3 separate regions of the Mus musculus genome follow, and all the other regions are linked to region 2. Evidence: chromatin contacts called from public HiChIP or PLAC-seq and promoter capture Hi-C data. All regions are on one chromosome and are shown on one strand. The core of a region is the stretch at or near the end of the contact, and the rest is flanking DNA. Distances in the headings are between cores, read along the strand shown. Region 1 overlaps Stk39 (serine/threonine kinase 39). Region 2 holds the start of Xirp2 (xin actin-binding repeat containing 2). Region 3 overlaps Stk39 (serine/threonine kinase 39).

Region 1 (4,359 bases), core at 1,835-4,334, 900 kb before region 2:
CCACACCACTTTTAGTCGCTTGTTTCCTTCTTTGTTTCAAACAGAAAGGAAGGGAGAGCAGGCGTTGTTGTTACATCTTGCCGGATGGTAGCATGACAGGGACTTCCCAAAATGTAATGTGAGGTAGGCAGGGGCTCCATCCTCAACCCTGGTCTATGGTCGATGCTGCTTCTGCCACCTCCCGAGGAAGGGAAAAGGGACTGGAAATGAATTCCATAAGGGGCGGGGCTGCTACTCGTGGGCATGCCGAGTTGTCTACTTTCAACACAGGTGGGGTGGGGGAGTATCCATGCCATTTGTGGCCACCGGGGCCTGCTGGGAGAGGTCCTGACAGTGGGAAGCTAGGAGAGTTTGGTAGCTCTCTGGTGGGTTTGGGCGAATCTCAGGTGGTAGAAGGGCTTGAAAAATCTGAAAGGGGAGACATGGCTAGTGAGAATTTGTTAACACCACTCGTTAATCACCTTTTGTTAAACAAGTGATTAAATCATGAGCTTAGCTTCTCATTCATAAATGATAGAGGCAATATCCTCTTGTGCTTGTGTATATAGAATTGGGCAGTGCATATAGCATAACAGTTGGGACATATTTTGCAATAAATAGATGTTACCATATAATGCGTTTTATCACCTTATAATCATTCATGTTGCCTCTACCTTCACCACTTTGCTCTTACAATGCCATTATGTCTGTTTTGTGCTGGCTGTCATGGGTTGGGGGTGCATAGCGTCTCTTTCTGGCACTGCCCCCAGTAGTGGACTCTGAGATGAAGATAGATACAGGACAGCCCAGACGGTGGAACTCACTTTTCATTAGGGAGCACAGAGCACACATCCCTGTAGCTCCAAGGGTAGCAGAGAGTCAAACCATCAGATCACGTGCCCTGGCGTATATACTGCTGGTGTGAGAACGGTCATGGAGCTGGTAGATAAGCCCAGGGGAGAGGAGAGAGAAGCAGTGTGTACCGTTCACTTGCTTGTGCTGGGCTAGGTAGTTGGTTCATATTTTCTGTCTCAGTTTTTGCATCATTAGAACAGTCAGTGACATTCTGAATGTGTTATCTCTTGAATAGTAGTAAGTGGGAGATATGTTGAGTATGGCCCCAAAGACCATAACTATGTTTAAATAGCTGTGGAAAAGTAAAAACCTGGTGTATACTGCTAAGCCAATATTCAAGACCATCAATATTCGCCTCAGTTTTCAGACTCTAAGTTGAGATCCAGAACTCTGGGCCTTGACTGCAGCCAGCATCCTGACTAGGTGGCTCCAAAGCCAACTTCTCAGCCTCTTACCGTTTAGGTTCTGTAGTTGAGAAAAGCAGGAAACGACTTTTAAGCTTCTGCAAAGCTGTCTTCCTCCCTCGTGCCATCTCAGTTCAGTCAGGTGTTGAAACCAGAAGAAATGAGGTGGTTTTTAGCTTTGTTCCATGTTTTCCCAGTAGAGGGCAGCAGTTGCCTTTAGAGGACCCCAAGGGAAGGTTAGGCGTGTGGAAGCCGCAGCCCTGGAGCAGAAGCTGACTGAGGTAATCCGGTTAGTCAGGTGGCTGCTCTTTTATAGGACAGGTAATTGAAGGGTGATGATCTAAGTACTTGCCACTTTTATTTTGAATTAAAGATTTTAAATCTGTGTTACATTTTCTTTAACAAATCAAAGAAATGTAATAGACGCAATTCATGTGAAAACCAAGAGTCTTAAGTTTGGGAGATAGATTGGAGTGCTTCCAGGATTTCGTGATTCAATTAATACAGTTTAGTAGTATCAGGCTATTTTCAGGCAGTTCTTTGGTTTCCGAGACACCTTAGTGCTGGGTGAACAGAGGCAGAAGGGACTCCAAGTGTGTGCTAACTAACTCCGAAGGAGGAGGAGAAGTGAGCCAGACTCGATTCCAGCTGCCACGTGCGCTAAGCATTGTGACAGGAAGCAACCTTGGAAGAGAGGGTTTATTTCAGCTTATACGTCCGGGTAACGGTCTATCTCTGAGGGAAGTCAGGGCAGGAATTGAAATAGAAACCGTAAGGAAACACTGCTTACTGGGTTACCTGGATCATGTTCAGCCAGCTTGTTTCTTACACAGTCCAGGTCCACTGCCTTCATCCATGTGCCCAGGGATGGTGCTGCCCAGAGTGGGCGGGCCTCCCCATGTCAATCATCAGTGACGACCGTTTCGCTCAGACATGGCCACAGGTGAGTCTGAAGGCAATGATTTAGTTGAGGCTTCCTCTTTTCAGGTGATTCTAGGTTGTGTAACGTTGACAACAGAGGTATCTGGGATACGCAGGTGCATCAGATAGGCTCGGGGCTGCAGTCCTCTTAACTCGTGTGTTTCTTAACTCTCCTCCTACAGAAGCAACTGCGTGTGTTGGTGTACCATTGAGGGACCACATGCTCCTAGAGAGGATGGTGGAGGTGTTACCTCTCATAAATGTTAGGGCTACTGTTCGGCAGGTACAGTGTCTGGGGCAGGTCTTCCGGGGACAGCGAAGACGCAGAGACTCTCATTCCTTCTTAAGTGTAAGGTCAGTTTAAAAGACTTCCTTTGGTGGGAGCAGTGCCTTCTCCCACTAGGGGGCGCTGTCAGAATAGTTCATTTCAGTCCTGACCCTCGGAATCGCTGACTGTTGTATAAAAACAATCTCGCTGCTGTCGATTGTGTCCTTTTGCTCAGTATTTGTGCTGCGTGTGAATTTGACAGAGGTGAGGGCAGAGGCAGCAGCAGGGCAAAAGCATCACAGAATATTACTTTCCGTGCAGACGACCAAGCAAGAGAAAACAAAACAACCCCCAAACATTTTATTGTTAAATTTTTCCCCTCTCCCTGGGTTTGCTATGCTGTGTGTTTTTTGTTTGGTTGGTTTTTTTGTTTGTTTTTCTCTGATCCTCACTTGGAGGGAAAGCCTGTGCCTTTTAGATTGAGGTGACTTTTCAAGACACTGAGCTTTGTTAGGTATGGGAGGTTTGGGGATCCATTTTGGAGATTTGGAAACAGCGATAAGAATTCTGAAGTAAGAGACGCTGGTTTTAAACTGCCAAGAACTGTCAGCATTCTGTCCTGGAAACACTTGGGCGGAATCATTGGCTGTGTTGCACGGCAGCCACGTGCTTGAGGGCGGTATGTTCGTGTGCAGTCAGCGCTTCCCGTTTGCCTTTGACAGACTTGCTCAGCTTTCCCAAGGATTTGTATGTACATGGCTGTGTTTTCCAGGATAGGCTGCGTATGTTTGCTGATGGAGAGCCTTTATCCCTGCTTGCATCCCACCTCCCGCCCACAGTTCGCCAGCCTCTGTACCTGACTCCCAGTTCACAGCTTCCTACTTGGAATCTTCGTGCTGCTTCCAGGATGAGACCTGCAGCACAGGGAGGGCAGGGCCGCGAATGGTTCCTTCATCCCTCTGGGCTCTGTTTCCACCGTGCCCACCTCAGCCACTGGTGGGTTTATTGCCTTACAGAGTTTGGCACCGGGAAATAGAACCTGGGAAATTCGCACGTGTTTCCCACGAGGGCTCTCTGCTGGTCCTCTCCCTGGTTCAGAAAGCTGCCCCTCAACCAAGCTGCACTTTAACGCGCAGTGTCTTCACGCGGTCATGTTTTGTTTGGACATTTGCATGGCAGCAGGAGGTCGTAGTTGGAAGGTCTGGAGAAAAGGACTAGCTGGGGGGAGAAGCTGAATGTTGGCTGGGTTTTGGGGGTAGGAACCCATCCCCTTTCCAGCCTGAGCTTTTTGCTTCCCAACCTCTAGAACTGTAACAGGCTTCTGGCTTTAGCTTCTGCACAGCCATGCCTTCCCCACCACGAATGAAGGACCGTGTCCCCGTTAACTGTGATCCAAAAATCGATCCCTCTCTCCACAGTTGTTTCTGTCAGGTGTTTTGTTAACGAAGACAAAAGCCACTCACTATTGCTGTAGCTCCAGGGTGGCTGGGTGAGGCTTTCTCATGTCTCCCGAAGCCCCAGCTGCTCCATGGTCTTAGTCTGTACCACCCTGGCCCTGTGACTGCAGCTCCATGGCCCTGTGACCCCGAGACCCCGGTTCTGTCATACTCTGTGTCAAGCTGAGTTCCCGCCCTTCGACTTTGCCGCGGTGCAGCCTCTGAGTCCCGTGGGCTTAGGAGCAGTGAGTGATCTGTTAGTTCCTGTGTAGACTGTGCTCAGCACTGTCCCTGCAGGTATTTTTTAAGGAAACTTCGGGGAGTAAGATGGTGGTGCAGTGGCCTCTGGCATAATCCCGAGAGCAGGAGGAGACAGCTAAACCTTTGCTCCAGGGGGATCTCTGAGGTTGCTCTCCGCTCTCTGGGATTCCCCTGGTCCACAGCTAAGATTTGGATGCAGCTGATTCAAGGTTTAAAATCTTTCACTACTGGGCTT
Region 2 (3,930 bases), core at 1,281-3,780:
GATCCAGTCTGTATATTCTGGCGAACTTGCTAAAGTGAAGCAGTAGTGCCAGAATTGGATCGAGTCTGTGGGCTGCTCAGTGGAGTTAGGGAAATAGAAGAACTGTCTGTAATTGGAAAGGTTGCAATGTATGTTCTGTAAGTAGTATCAGGAAATGGAAATGGAAACACCCAATGCAACCATATATGGACATGTATTCACGTGGAATAGATCAGTGTTCTAGACAAGGCTGCCTTGGATCTGAAAAGGGTGAAGCTTGTCAACACTCAGCACAGGATGAGTGCATCAGTTGAATGAACCAATTTCTTTTAAGGAAATGAGAAAAAAAAAAGCAAATTACAACTTAATTAAGTTTCAAAGGGTAACTTGGATATTTTCAAAAGTCTGGATGAGATGCAAATAAAAAAAGGACATGGTAATTATATTAAACCCTATCTCACACAGATTGTTAATCAAAAAGTCTTAGAACTATATTGCCATTTTCTTATTGTCAACCCTGCCTTGTAAATTATAGACTCCCTGCTATCAAACAGACCTTATCAGTGGACTCCTTTAATACATAAACTGATGAGTCTGTGTGTGTGTGTGTGTGTGTGTGTGTGTGTGTGTGTGAGAGAGAGAGAGAGAGAGAGAGAGAGAGAGAGAGAGAGAGAGAGAGAGAGAGAGGGAGAGAGAGAGAGAGAGAGAGCACCCAAGTGGGAGGGAGGAGAACAACAAACTCAAACTTGAAATTCTTCCATTGAGCTTAACAGTTTTCAACTAGGTAAAAAACAAAGTTGCTACATCGAAGTTTTTAATTTTTTTCAAATTTGGCAAATCCAAAGTAAGAGTTGGAAATCTGGAATGGAATAAACAGCAGGGACAGAACTTTTGTAAATAGCAGCGAATTATCTCTGAAGTTGGACTTTCTCTGAAAAAGCAGACCTGCATGAAGGCAGCTTTCCTGTTCTCTGTAATCACAGGAGACAGCAGGCACCTGTGCTGACATTTTTTCGGGGACCTTTTCTGAAGCTATGGCTCCCGTGATCATTAGAGAATGTCGACTTTCGTTTTTCAGAAACTTGAGGAAGCTACACCTAAAAGACGCCCGCCCACTCCTGGATGAAAGAAACCCCGTTCCAACTAAAAGCCAGACTGTGTCTTCCCTCCAGGCAGCGGGCAGTTTGCCACATTGCAGCCATGCGAAGCTCTGAGTGATATTTAAAAACGGATCTAGTTCTTAGCTGATGCGTGGATACCAAGAAGGGAAAATACTCAAATATCAAGCGAAGAAGCAGAGAGATATTTAAACATACAATGCAGAATTTCTGATTTCTGCCCCAACATTTTCCATTCCCTTTTATATTGTCTAAAACTATCAACAGGTATCCTTTCATTAAAAAATAATCCATAACTCTGAATACAGTTGAAGTAAATATTTAACTTGTCTTTTGACACCTTAACACAAAATTTTAAAATGTGTCAAACAACCAACAGCTCCGTCAGTGACCAAATTGAGCTCTGGTAAAAATAAAATATCTTTCAGTTCAACACCAGCTGGCTAAATTTAAACCCAGCATTATGCAACCTTAGAGAGTCCTTGCTTTCCCACCATGTCTTAGGAGAATCTCTTAGACTGTCACTCCCAAATCACTTCAGTCTCTTAGCATCCAAACACAGCACAACAGGACCAAATTAACATGTTCATGGGCAATTGAAGACAGAAAAAAAAAATACATTTGAAAGTGTATATAGGGCATGATACCCTCAAAGCACTATCTCAGTATACTCTGAGTTTGCAGTTACCGTAATTAGGGCTGGCAGATCCAACTGGAAGTGCTTTCCTTAATTCTGAAAAACATGGAAGAACCTGATTCTTTAATCCTTAACTTCAGTAAGACTCCCAGAGGACATAAGCCCGCAGCTAGAGCAAGATCTACAAAAATCAAACTATGACTGAGAAGCAATAACTTTCCTGCATTTCTCAGAGTGTGCTGAAACATTTGAAAACGTTTCAGGCTCCCCTTTTTCCTCATCAAGCTTCATGAAATATCATTCGCATTTCTTAATCTGTATATTTTTCTCTCTGCGCACATGAGAGACAAAGCATTTTTCAGTTTCCCTTCTGGCTGTAAATTGTAGGATAACTTTTAAGTTGTGACTGGTTATTAAGCTCATTATTCTTTAAGATTAAACATTAAAATAATTTATTGGAGAGAGATTAACACATGAGGTTCTAAATTTCATATCCAACAGTGCTAAGCACAATTCTAAGAACAAATCCAACTTGATCAATTTTCTTTTATATAATGACATTTGACTTTCAGTCTTCACTGCTCTTTCAGTAAGAGTCGAACATTTTATAACCTTGGCACACACGGGACTCTATTACACATACCTTTGTACCAGAATTGACCCTAGCTCCGTAGAAATGCTCTATGGATTTGCAACTCTTCACTTGAAAGGCTCCTCCCTGTTTGACACACAGCAAATTTCCCAGTCCCCTGAAAGCAACCAGCAGAGTGGAGACCAGCTCCACCGAAGAGTCTATGAGGCAAGCAGGCAGGGCTGCTGAATTTATTTTAGCCCTGTGTCCAAAGGATGCAACCTAGCACCTATTTTTAGGAACTGAGCTCTGTCTAGGTGGGGCTTGAGTCAACCACTCCTTTCAGAAGTGAGTCTCTGAGGTCATACTGCTTAGTACTCTCCTGAGAAATGTATGCATGGCTCTGACACATGTGCAGTCACTCAAACTCCCTTCCATAGCCACTATCACACCAAAGTCTGAACTTCTCAACATATTCTGAGAAATAAATAATGAATAAAGTGGGGTTATTAAAGGACTTCAATTGCTTGCTTTTAAAAGATACCTTTACTCACTTAAGAGTAAAGGATTTGAAAACAAAGCACACAAAAAGTTGATCTTATTTATTCTGTTTGGGATAGTGATAATTAACTTGAAATCTTCAGAAGGGAACTTTGATTCTTGTTTTCTTTTCTTTTCTATAGGAAGTAGGTGTTTCCTATGTGCAATGGGCTGGATCCTCCTATCTCAGATTCTACAGACTGAAATATTGGAGGATCACCCTGGGATCATCATAGATTTTTTTTTAATTTACAATTTTCATATTCTCGGTGTGTAAAGCAATGTTTGCTTTTCAAGTCTTCCCTCATAAAGCACTCATACTGTAGTGTTTAGTAGGAAAGGGCAAGATAGATCAGGCAGGGAAAGATTCATCTTATGTGCTCTTGAGAGAATTCTATTACATACCATTGCCACTGTACTTTCTCAGTAGACTCTGCTAGCCCAAATGGAGACGGAAGTTAGCTGATATTACCCTTCAGCTTCATAATGCCACATTCTTTAGAATGCGTTAGAATGAAGAATCCTGCTCACCAACCTTTCAACTCTTCTATAACTTCCCAGAGTTGTGCCCTGTGTGTCCTATGCAGCTGGACTCACAAAAAACCAAAACAAACAAAGGAAATTGTCTGCAACTTGAAGAAAGCATCTTACTTTTACACTGCTAATTGCAAAACATAACTGAGCTTACAATTGACCATACTATGATCAATGAATATAAGCATATATGTTTTTTTTTTTCATCTACAGGTTTTTATTAAAAGTAGTGCAACTAGTGATACTGCAGCTTCTTATCTCTACAAAAATCTTTACTCAATGGTCCTGAGTATTCCACAAGATTTTCCAGTGTAAACTATCTCAAGATTTGTTGACCAGTATGTATGGTCATTGCTAGGCATGTGGTCACCAGAAATTTAAATTATTAATATTTAATGAAATTTTAATTTTCAGTTCCACACTTGTACTAACTATATCTCAAGTACCCAGTCTGCAACTGTGACGTGTGTTTCTTCATTGAGAATGCTCTTATCACTTGGAAGATCCCCTCACCATTGCTCATGTCACGTTGGATCTCAGCACAGGTTTAC
Region 3 (4,405 bases), core at 1,296-3,795, 770 kb before region 2:
ACACTTCCGGGAAGTGTCTGCCAGATTGCCTGCTCTGCTGGATTTCCTTGTTGGAAGTGAGGGGAAGCAGAGTCTGAAAGCTGTTCTTCACTGAGCTGCTCAGCTGTCAAAGAACGCTATGGCGTTGCCAGTGTCATCAGTGGGCAGGCATAGCGTTGAATCTTTGCTGTAAATGCTGCTTGATCTTACCCACCTTCAGGGCACTGATTGGACATCAGCGTAATTTACTCTGAATGTCATTTTAGAGATAGTTAGCTAAAATGTCTTCAAATTTTTAAAATGCCTTTTTAGCTATATTCGTACTTAATGAGAAATGGAGCATTGGACACAGGCAGGTTTCATGCACTCACTGTTGTTTGAACACTGTACATACATAAGCCACACTTATCAGGTAAAGGGTGGCGTCTGCAGAGGAGTTTGAGGAAATAATTTAGCATGCATAAATTGAGACTGGAAGTTTTTATGTGGCCCTTTGAAACTTAATCATTCGCCACCACCAGCGCCCTTAGCATTTCTGCAATCTCCAGTTCTGATCAATGTGATGGTAAGATGAAGAAAAAACCTTAAACATAGTGATCTCCCCACAACCATGTGTGTGAGTGTGTGTGTGTATGAGTGTGAATGTGTGTGTGAGGGTGTGTCTGTACCCTTGCACATACTTATATGGATAAAAGAAATGAACGGGGATGAAAATAACACATTAGGGTCAATGATACTATCCCAGAAAGCGTGGCTTATTTTCCATACCTTCTGATCGTGAAGTAATAGGAGTAATAAAGTTTTGGTACACTATGATTTGCTCTGATTTTAGGTTTAAAAAATGTGTTAAAATAATATGGATAAAATTTTGTCAAAGGAAAGAATTCTGTTACAATACTGTGTAAGCCATCTTTTGCTGAAACAAAAGTACTTCAGATAATGAGCTTCTAAAGAGAAAATGACAACTCTGGCTAACAGTCTTGAAGGCTCCGGTCCATGATTGGTCAAACCCATTCACTGATCTGGGCCTGTGGTGGGAGTCAGGGTGGGAATAGGTGGGAACGCATGAGGATACATGGCAGGACAGAAACACTAATCATACAGCCACAAAACGAATGGCAGGGAGAAGTGATCTGGGACCCCACTTTCCCTTTCGAAAGGCATGTTTCCAGGCACCTAAGTCTCCCACTTAGGACACGGGGGCAGGTAGAATATGAATTTTGTTTATAAGCCTAGGGAGGCATGGTACTGTTAGAATGGATAGTAGATCTCACCATACCTCTGCTGGTTGAAGCCACGGGTGCAAAAGCATTTCGTAGGGATTTTCTGCACCTGTTATGCTCCCATTAACTGCAGGGCATTTCTATACCCACTCTAGCCCATTTTAGCTCTGGAATAAAGACACGGAGAGCTGGCACTTTTTATTAATAAACTTCAAGCATTAATAACTAGGCAGATTCTGGTCTATTCTAACCCAACTAGGCTACTACTACTACCCAGCTAAATACCCTGTTACTTGCCATCTTCTGGCCTTGCCCTGGTTTGCTGTCCGTGTGTGTCCTGTGGCTACTCTCTCATTGTGATCTCATGGCAAATCCTCCTGGTCTCTCCCTGTGGTTTTCCCACCTCTTTCCCCTTGTGATTCTTTCCTACACTCTCCTATTTGGGACCCCCTCCCTATCTCTTCTGCCCAGCTAATTGGTTGATCAGCTCTTTTATTAACCAATCAGAGGTGATGGAAAACAATTTTTACATTACATTGAGACCATGCCATAGTCAGGACTGTAGACAGAGAGATCTGGGCACACAAATCAGCTTCAGAATACACAGCACAAAACCATCCCCTGACACACCAGGACTGCATTTCCTTCTTTTTTTTTCTTTTTTCTTTTTTTTTTTTTTTTTTTTGAGACAGGGTTTCTCTTTGTAGCCCTGGCTGTCCTGGAACTCACTCTGTAGACCAGGCTATCCTCGAACTCAGAAATCTGCCTGCCTCTGCCTCCCAAGTGCTGGGATTAAAGGCGTGCGCCACCACTGCCCGGCCAGGACTACATTTCTAACAGCATTTGGCACCCAGCAATCACTCATTCACTCATGTGGTTCTTGGGGCTTGCTTCTTCCTGAAGAGGAGCTGGTTACCTGGAATGGCTTTGCCCGCCCTGCCCTTGCCCCAGTGCACTGATGGTTTCTTCCTCCCTTCCCTTCCAGGCTTCTGGCTGCGATGGGTCGGAGATTCCTGATGAAGTGAAGCTGATCGGGTTCGCCCAGTTGAGTGTGAGCTGATGTACGCCCCTTGCTGTCACCCTCATCTGTCGTGACCCTTCCCTCTCCCAGCTCCCCCTTTGCCTCCTTCCTCTCACCCCCTCACTCCCAAATCCCAACAAATAAGAAGATTGTGAAGAGGCTGGCTTCGATGAAGTGCGATCAAAAAAAAATAATAATAATAATTTAAAAAAAAAAAACTGTGAGCACTCCGAGTTCTGCTTTATTGTCCAGCAACCCACAGTGTGAGCACAGGCAAGCCCTACAGCTGCGCAACTGTTGCTGATTCCTTTCCAGAGAGCTATTTACTATTCTTAGCAGTCAATTTGGCTAGCCCGTAAGTGAGGCGTCGGAAACACACTCAGGTGGTCCTATCTCTTGGCAGCAAAAGGAATCTTCTACCAGAAGCCTTTTCTCCTCTTACTGTTGTATTTCTGTTTAAGACTTTAATTGTACATCTGACAATACTGCCTCTTTTATGTTGTACTTAGAAATTAATATACTTATAAAATTAAGATTTATTAGCCAAACTTGAATTCTAGTTTTAAAACTGACTGTGAATTTTATTTTTCATATATTTATGCTTTACACACCGTAGCTCCGAGGGGGAAAGTTTTGATTACGCGCTTTCTGCAATTGATCTCTTGTTATTTAAACCAACGGTTTCAGGTCAATCTTTGGAGTATTTGTAGCTTCTAATTTTTGAAATGACTGAATTAAGAATTTGGATGCTTGCTCTTTTGGTTGGTTTGCCTAAAATCCAGCCCACAATCCAGTCGTCTCTTGGGAGAGGGAGGTGCCTTGCAAACTTTCATATAACGAATGTGCCTGAGGCTGCTTAACTCTGGACTAGTCTCAGATCTCAAACCTGCACTACACGAGGAGGCATACTTTTGCTTCATCTGGACATTTAGAATACTGTAACCTTGCTGCCGTTCTGTTAGATTGCTAACTACGTCCCCCGTCTCCAATTTGGCTCTCCTTAGGCGATAGGATTTGTTGTTTTTAAGGCAATAAACTTGACAACACCAGAATCCAAGTTTTACTTGAAAAGCTCGGCAGAATACACAGTGGTGTGAAAAAAACAACAGAAAGGGTTTTTTTGTGCAATGACAAACGGTAAAAATGCTGTAAACGTTGAAGAATAAATATTTCCAACGCAAGAACCTCCTGCTTGACTGTGTATTATGAACCCAGGAAACCTTAGAAGTTTCAAATTTGGAGTCAAGACCTTCAAGAAGGTGGGCTCCGGGGATGGTACCATTGCTCTTTCCTAGCTAACCCTAGATACGGCAGCTCTTTAATGTACTTTAAAAAGCAAATATATATTACTAAGGAAAGAAGTTATTTATAATTGCCTTGTCATAATCGTTAAGGTGTTCTAGAACCATTTGCATACAATTTAATGTAATTCCATTCCATTCTGTTGTTTACACAATTACTCAAAGATGACTGCAAAGGTAAACGGAAAAATAAAAGTGTATTGCACAGTGCACTCGAGTCTCCTCCATTTCGTTCCTCCCCCAGCCGTCACCAGCATCTCCACTGCGCAATTCAACCCTGTCCTAAGATGCCTAGTGCAAGCAAGGGGACGAGTGTGAAGTGTCCCTGCCGGACGAATGCCCTGCACGTGAAGTCACAGCCGTAGAGAATAGGTTTTAACTGATTACTGAAACATTCACACTTCACTTAGACAGGCAGCCCTCGAAAGCGGTGGGGCTCCAAGAGACAAAAGAGAACAATTCCTTCCAACTAGGAAAACTGAGGAATGTCCAGAGTCGTTAAGTGACTCATCCAGACCATTTCTCAGAGCTGCAGGCAAAGCGGGGCACTCTGGATCCTGCTTCCTGACACAAAGAACACGTTCTTGACAGTTTTCAGTACCACTGGTGAATAAGAGCAGCCCCAGAAGTTGAAGGTAAGTCCCCATTGCTGAAGACACCACACACTTCAGACAAAGGACACAGACAGTTTTAGCTATAATTAATCCCATATCCTCCCCTTTGAAGATTATTTATAATACCAGAAGGTACTCTTCGAGCTGCTTACAAAGGAAAGCAGTCAGTAAGTAGTCCAATGCTGCTGATGCTACGAACCACGTGGCCAGCATGGTAAGATATCTCTGAAGGTGCAGCAGTGGGACTTTCATCTCTTGGAGTTAACC

The links. Promoter capture Hi-C pulls out the DNA fragments that hold promoters and counts their contacts. HiChIP or PLAC-seq counts read pairs in DNA pulled down with a chosen protein or histone mark.
Region 1: a promoter capture Hi-C map of hippocampal neurons shows a contact between it and region 2, with 11 times the contacts expected there. The contact joins the enhancer-like site here to the promoter of Xirp2 in region 2. A contact is called at or near these places in 9 of 39 promoter capture datasets (the 3T3-L1 cell line, cranial neural crest, embryonic stem cells and 4 more) and 2 of 115 datasets of contacts at active chromatin or transcription factors (acute myeloid leukemia and astrocytes).
Region 3: an H3K27ac HiChIP or PLAC-seq map of heart atrium shows a contact between it and region 2, with 6 times the contacts expected there. The contact joins the enhancer-like site here to the promoter of Xirp2 in region 2. A contact is called at or near these places in 5 of 39 promoter capture datasets (the 3T3-L1 cell line, hippocampal neurons, liver and 1 more) and 1 of 115 datasets of contacts at active chromatin or transcription factors (heart atrium).

Annotation. Positions count from the first base shown.
Region 1 is chr2:68,347,921-68,352,279 of GRCm38.p6, reverse strand. All of the region lies in intron 10 of Stk39 (serine/threonine kinase 39), which reads left to right. Among named protein-coding and RNA genes, the nearest start is that of Stk39, 120 kb to the left of the region's middle. Within about 2 kb of position 3,084, at least 37 of the 459 cell types and tissues checked have an H3K27ac peak or open chromatin away from gene starts, as enhancers often do. A contact at or near this core is called in hippocampal neurons, where this site is marked.
Region 2 is chr2:67,444,602-67,448,531 of GRCm38.p6, reverse strand. It overlaps Xirp2 (xin actin-binding repeat containing 2), which reads right to left and starts at 2,530. Exons shown (of 9, transcript NM_001024618.2): 1 at 2,378-2,530.
Region 3 is chr2:68,209,776-68,214,180 of GRCm38.p6, reverse strand. It overlaps Stk39 (serine/threonine kinase 39), which reads left to right. Exons shown (of 18, transcript NM_016866.2): 18 at 2,188-3,734. The coding sequence ends at 2,262. Among named protein-coding and RNA genes, the nearest start is that of Stk39, 260 kb to the left of the region's middle. Within about 2 kb of position 2,545, at least 5 of the 459 cell types and tissues checked have an H3K27ac peak or open chromatin away from gene starts, as enhancers often do. A contact at or near this core is called in heart atrium, where this site is marked.